2 separate regions of the Zea mays genome follow, and region 2 is linked to region 1. The links are chromatin contacts, called in public Hi-C maps. All regions are on one chromosome and are shown on one strand. The core of a region is the stretch at or near the end of the contact, and the rest is flanking DNA. Distances in the headings are between cores, read along the strand shown. Region 1 holds the start of LOC103652462 (protein MON2 homolog). Region 2 holds the start of LOC100280148.

Region 1 (2,885 bases), core at 273-2,772:
CCAAGGTACGAGTCAGATATCTATAAATTTATCTAATATCCATCATTATTGTATAGGTTGATTAATTTGGAACAACTCTTGGGCCGGCTCGGCTCTGATCGCTACACCAACAAGCTCGGAAACCTAGCTTGGCTCGGCTCGCGAGCCGCTCGAACTCGAGCTAGCTCTCGAGCCTCGATCTTTTTTTCCAGACCTACATTCGAAAGACAGTCATAGTGTGGAGTTCTAGAAAGAACTTCACCGAGAGTTTTGCTAGAGAGTTTTGATGATGGTTGTCTATTGATGAGGTAGACAACGGTAGATTCTGTTTCACACCAAAAAAATGCAAGGGGACAAACGAAGATATCAAAAGAGTGCGAGCAGTTTCTATGATACGAACATTTGGGGTAGGAGATTCTGGATTGAACAGAGAATTTTATAGACTATATAAATCTATTCAGGTCCTGAAACCTTTTGGTTGGGATCCTATTTTTTACAATGAATCTAGCTTAGAAAGCTGAACCAAACACACCCAAGGCTATCTCCAACAGCTTTTCCTATCCTATCTCATATTTCAAACTACAGTTTATAAACCGTGTGTTTTACAGTACTAAACGATGTCTTGCACGATCATATACATGTCTGCTGCAAACAACTTAAGTAACTAACTATGACATAAAGACTACTAATTTTAGCTAGAAATTATATTGCAAACAACAACAAAAATGTCTTGCCATTGAGATGGGGAGGCGAATGTAAAGTTAGGAGAATAGAGACACATATAGAGGAAGAGGGGGAGGACGAGGACGAGGGGTGAAGGTGGGCACGACTACCAACGACGGGTAGCGGAACGCTAAGGCGTGTTGACGTGGGCTTTGAATAGGCTGAGTTGATGGAGGCCTGCGTGTGGCTCCTTGCCCCTGTCGCACTAGATGAAATTGCACGACAAGTGCCGCACCTGAGTCGGTAGCGCGACAAAGGAATCATGTTAGGTGCTGTTTAGTTCACATATTTGTAACATAAACGATAACCGATAACGTTAAACTATGTTTGTTTAAGTCTAACTGTAATTAGATATCACACTAAAAACTGATACCGTTATATTTAAACTTGTTACCACTGATAATTAAGTGTGAATCATTACCGCTGCCATTTACGTTACATTTCGTGAACTAAACGACACCTTATTGATATTTTGTGAACCAAATGATACCTAATTGGTCAACTCGTGATCGAATTGAATTAGACCATATTTAGAAGCAACCCAGTTTTAAGAAAACCCGTTTTTTATCTTTTAGCCAGGAGATGTCAACTTCTTGATTTTTATGAAACTAAGAATCTAATTTTTATAAACTAAATCATAAACTGGTATGTTCGGAACCACATTAATTTTTATAAATCAGTTTCTTAAAAACGCATGACCTTAACTAAGTAGATTAGTTTTGATTTTCTCTGTCTCATGTTATTTTAAAAAATAGTTTTAAAAAGTTAAAATTTTAAAAAATCAATAGATAAAGGACAAAAAAGAAAAACATCATAACAAGAGAGCTATTTTATTATACCAAGATGCTCAGCTAACCGCGAGATCCAGAACGAACGGCGGGGCGACCTTCTTCCTGCGAAGGCAACTAAACATCGTCTGTCCCTCCTGCCTGGTCGGCTGGTCCCCGTCTCTTCTCAGATCTCACTTGTCCCGTGCCGCGCGCCCTCCCGCTTCCGATCCCCGCGTGAGCGCAGGCCAAAAACCTAACCCCTGGTCTCACCATCGCTTCCTCCGCCTGAGGAGGAGCAGGCCGGCGGAGGAGGAGATGGTCTTCATGGCGGCGCTGGAGGCCGATCTGCGCGCTCTCTCCGCTGAGGCACGCCGCCGCCACCCCGCTGTCAAAGACGCCGCCGAGCACGCTATACTCAAGGTACGCCTCTCCTTACCAAAGCAGTGCGCAGTACGCACACTTCAGCAGTGATCATGATACCGACACCCATTTCGCGTTCCTTCAGCGCCCTCGCCAGTTCCGGATCCATTTAGCGGCGGGGTAGCACACCAACGTTTAGGCCGGTAATTGAAATTTGGAAGTGTTGACAATATTCTAGTCTTTTATGCGATTGTGCGATGTCACTATATCAGAGTGTTAGAATTAGTGATATAGACAGCTGGAACCTCTGCAATTTGTGCATTGTGGTTAAGTTATATTAATGGTTAGACAAGTCTATCCTCTACGTGGTGTAGAACGATGAATGACTTTGACATTTGAGGGGAAGTCGGGCAGTGGCGGATCTAGGATTTTATCTAAGGGTATGCCGTTCAAAATTTTCATACATAAACTCGGTAAATTTATTTTTTAATTATATAATAATTATAGAAGCATCGTGATTCATTATTGATGCACTAAGTAACGCAATAACATCTAAATTCAAGGATTAAGTTAAATCATCCATTAAATACAATATAAATGGTTTAAAATTCATATTGATAGTTCAAATACAACCATAAAGGAGCATTAGAGATTTACACATTATTTGTTGACTGCCTTTCAAAGGAACATAAATGTTATAGATCTCATGAGTGTCACGTGGATCTCACGAGTGTTTATGTCCAGTGACATGTCAACATGTATTGATAACACACCAAGCTACGCCCTGCACACAATCCTTGAGGCCTCTACCGTCAGCTGCCCGGCCACAAGGTTGCCGTGGCCACACCAACTTGGGAGGGGCAGGCCGGGCAGGCAGCAGACCGCAGGTAGCAGACCACAGGCAGCAGGCCGGACGCAGGCTCAGCGGCAAGCCACAGGTAGCAGACGCCCGCAGCCATACCAGAGGGACCGAGGGAGAACATCCGCTCACAGGGTATGCCGTGGCATATACGGCATACCATGTAGCTCCGCCACTGAGTCGGGGGTTATATT
Region 2 (3,204 bases), core at 608-3,107, 300 kb before region 1:
AGAGCTTCCTCCCTGGCCAGCCGAACGGCCACCACCAAGCATGGAGGAGTAATTAAGAAGAAATAGAATTGACCCAGTTTATGAGGGAAACAAGACCTGAAAACCTTACAACCACACAGTTTATTAAATGAAAACTGGCGGAAAACCTAAACACAACAACCTGAGCAACCCATTTACAAAGGTGACACACAACTGACAGAGTCCCGCGTACATCATCGTTGTCGAGCTTATCACAAGATCCAGTGACAAGAAGCTCTGACTTAACATCAACCAAGCCCCTAATATGCCACCCGACCTCCGTAGAAAAAAACGCAGCGTGTCATCATTGCCAAGCTTTGTTGCATCCCACAATCAAAGCAACTCGGACTTCTGCTGATGTGTGTTTCCTCTGTATTAACTTGATTCTCATTCATTCATTCACTCATGTTATGTTCATGTGCAGTAAATCATGATGCTGGATCATCTGGCTCTGCTAACCCACTTCCTGTTGCCGCTACAAAACAGTCTGTTGATGGAAACACTCTACGTGCAAAGCTGGAAGTTAACAAATCACACCTTGCAGAGCCAAGCACAGAAGTTGAAGCAATATATTCATCTACAGAAGTTGACAAACTGCCACTTCCAGGGCCAAGCATGGATATCGAAGTAATGGACTCAACTCTTGAAGTTGACAAACTGCCCCTTCCAGAGCGAAGCATGGATGTTAAAGTTGTGAATTCGTCTCTGAAAGTTGACAAACTGCACTTTGCAGAGCCAATCACAGAAGCTGAAGTGATCCACTCATCTCTGCAAGTTGATGAACCGCTCATTCCAAAGCCAGGCATGAGCTCATCTCTAGAGAACACACCTGCTGTGAATGGCCACTCAGCCCCCATATCCCCAACCATTACTCCTACTCTAATAAGCGTGCCAACAGCAACCATGCCTGTCAGCAATGACAGATGCGGTTGCTACATGTCAACCAACAGAATCCAAGTCTACCCTCGCCACACTGATATGGTTATCCCGGAAGGCGCGGCCGTGCTTCCCATCAGCGATAATCAGTGGGTAGCTGTCAGCCTACCTTATTCCATGGAACAAAGGTGAGACAAACCCAGGGAGACAAAACCATCCATAAATAACTAAATATCTTATGCAAATAATATCTCTGAACCCCACGTTATAAGTTTACTGGATTTGGGTTTCAAAATAATATCTCTGGGATTGCTCACACCGGGAAAATGCAGGGATTTCTGTTGCCGTAATCCGGACTGCCACTTAGGAAGATAAAAGCAGACAAAAGGATGGATGCTTTGTGATGATTATATAGCTTGTGATGCTGAGCATTGCCCGTGATGTACTAAAATCTAGTGTAACAAGACTGCCTTGCGCTGGACTACGATTAGTGTCCCTAATGCGGAGACTTGTGTGACTCCTATTGTATCTAGATTAAGCTGTACTTGTTTGACTATGTGCGGAAGTCTTGAGTTACACTCCTATAGTAGAGGACTTGAACTCTGGATGGACCATCCGCAACATTTATCATGATCAGACTTTTTTCATACTTCCTACTTGAGCTTGTTGTCTTTCGGAATGCTTCTGTATGTTGATATGCGCCCGAGTTTGAGCATCTGCTGGATGCGGTCGGCATGCTGTTCGTTTTGTTCTGCGAATTGCGATTTGTTCAACTCTTCCCAGCACACTTCCTCAGCAAGACCTCTGCGTCGAATGTATAGAGAGGACCGAATTGGAGCGTTCACCCATTCGCGTAAATTGTCTTGTGAAATGCTTTCCAGTTGAATGCCAAACGTCGTTTCGTACCGTGTGCAAGTGCAACAAATGCTGTTTCCATCTGCCTGCCCTCTTTCAGCGCGTGCCCCCGAATGTTCCTTCCGAAAGCACCGCGCTCGCCTACAGATCACGACACCTCGCACCGCCGCTCCCACTTCCGGCCTCGCCGGTGCGTGCATGTGCGCGCCAGGGACGCCAATTGAGCTCGGCTCCAGCACGCAATCGGCTGCAGAGTGAGCTCAGAGCTCACCCTCTCCCTCTGCCGCTGCTCCGCTGTAAGTCCCGGCTTGCTACTAAGCTAGCTACCAGCAGCGTCTGCTGCCTCCTCCTCCTGCTGCTCTCAGGGAGCTCTCCGTTTAGACCAGCTCGTGTGCTTCTTGGGAAGAGGTTTCCGCGTTGCTGTTTCTTTTTCAGCCTCGCATTAGGATTTCCAGGGAAATCGGGGGATGCCACTATAGTGTCCCGCTGTCGGCTAATTTGGCGGCCAGTATTTTATAACTAATGGGTTGTTCGCTTCCAGCTGTAAACACTATAGAAACAGGTATGGATTAAAGCCAATCGAATAGGCTATAAGATCTATAGAAACATGTATGGATTAAAGCCAATCGAATAAGCTATAAGATCTACTGAGACATGTTGACTTCGTTACCATGTTAATATATCATATTTTTCGTTGACAACACGACTGAGGCCCTGTTTGGAAGCAACCCAGATTTAAAAAAACCAATTTTTATCTTTTAGATAGGAGAAGCCAGCTTCTTGGTTTTTAATAAACTAAGAATCTAATATCTATAAACTGAGTCATAAACTGGTATGTTTGGAACTACATCAATTTTTATAAACAGTTTGTTAAAAACTGGGTGCTTCCAAACAATGCCTGAGTAGCACCATCAGTCTAGTTTCTTTTTTATCCTTGCTGATGATTAGTGACGCGGTACTCGCCGTATGCTGTCAAATTCTTCTATTCTTTACCTGCTGGGAAATGGTTCTCATTTAGCCGTGTCCAATGTACGTATTTCACTGTAGTGATACGTATCTGAAAACTGCACTTCTGTGGACACTGATAGAGATGCTGAAACTTTGATCTGTGAACACATTCTCAGTGTGAAACCCTTCTTTTACGAGTGACTTAGCAAGTAAGGGGTAACAATAATTTTCCCTCAAGAAGATAATGCCATCATGTGTTTTGCTACATGTTAAGGTGTGCTTCGTTTCTTGTAGAAGATCAGCGGGGGACGTGGGTTACAACTTAATTAGATCACGTCTTGAAGCTCATTTGTTGTGTCCTTCGAAAGAAAACCATTTTCTTTGTTCATACACTTGCACTTCCTTTCTGATATGCATGCTGATTTTGAATTATCTAATCTCTAATGATTCATTTAGGGCCTCTTGAATTCTGTTCATGGTTCGGGGATCAAGACCATTAGGCCAGAC

What was found. Hi-C and Micro-C count contacts between places; a contact is called where the count stands out from the background.
Region 2: a contact with region 1 is called in a Hi-C map of leaf, with 7 times the contacts expected there. The contact joins the promoter of LOC100280148 here to the promoter of LOC103652462 in region 1. A contact is called at or near these places in 11 of 25 Hi-C or Micro-C datasets (bundle sheath, ear, endosperm and 4 more).

What each region holds. Positions count from the first base shown.
Region 1 is chr3:197,571,865-197,574,749 of Zm-B73-REFERENCE-NAM-5.0, reverse strand. LOC103652462 (protein MON2 homolog) reads left to right here and starts at 1,522. Exons shown (of 44, transcript XM_020550458.3): 1 at 1,522-1,892. The coding sequence starts at 1,788.
Region 2 is chr3:197,868,378-197,871,581 of Zm-B73-REFERENCE-NAM-5.0, reverse strand. It overlaps LOC100280148, which reads left to right and starts at 1,857. Exons shown (of 11, transcript NM_001153080.2): 1 at 1,857-2,045; 2 at 3,154-3,204. The coding sequence starts at 3,173. It overlaps LOC100383324, which reads left to right. Exons shown (of 5, transcript NM_001175982.2): 5 at 443-1,542. The coding sequence ends at 1,086.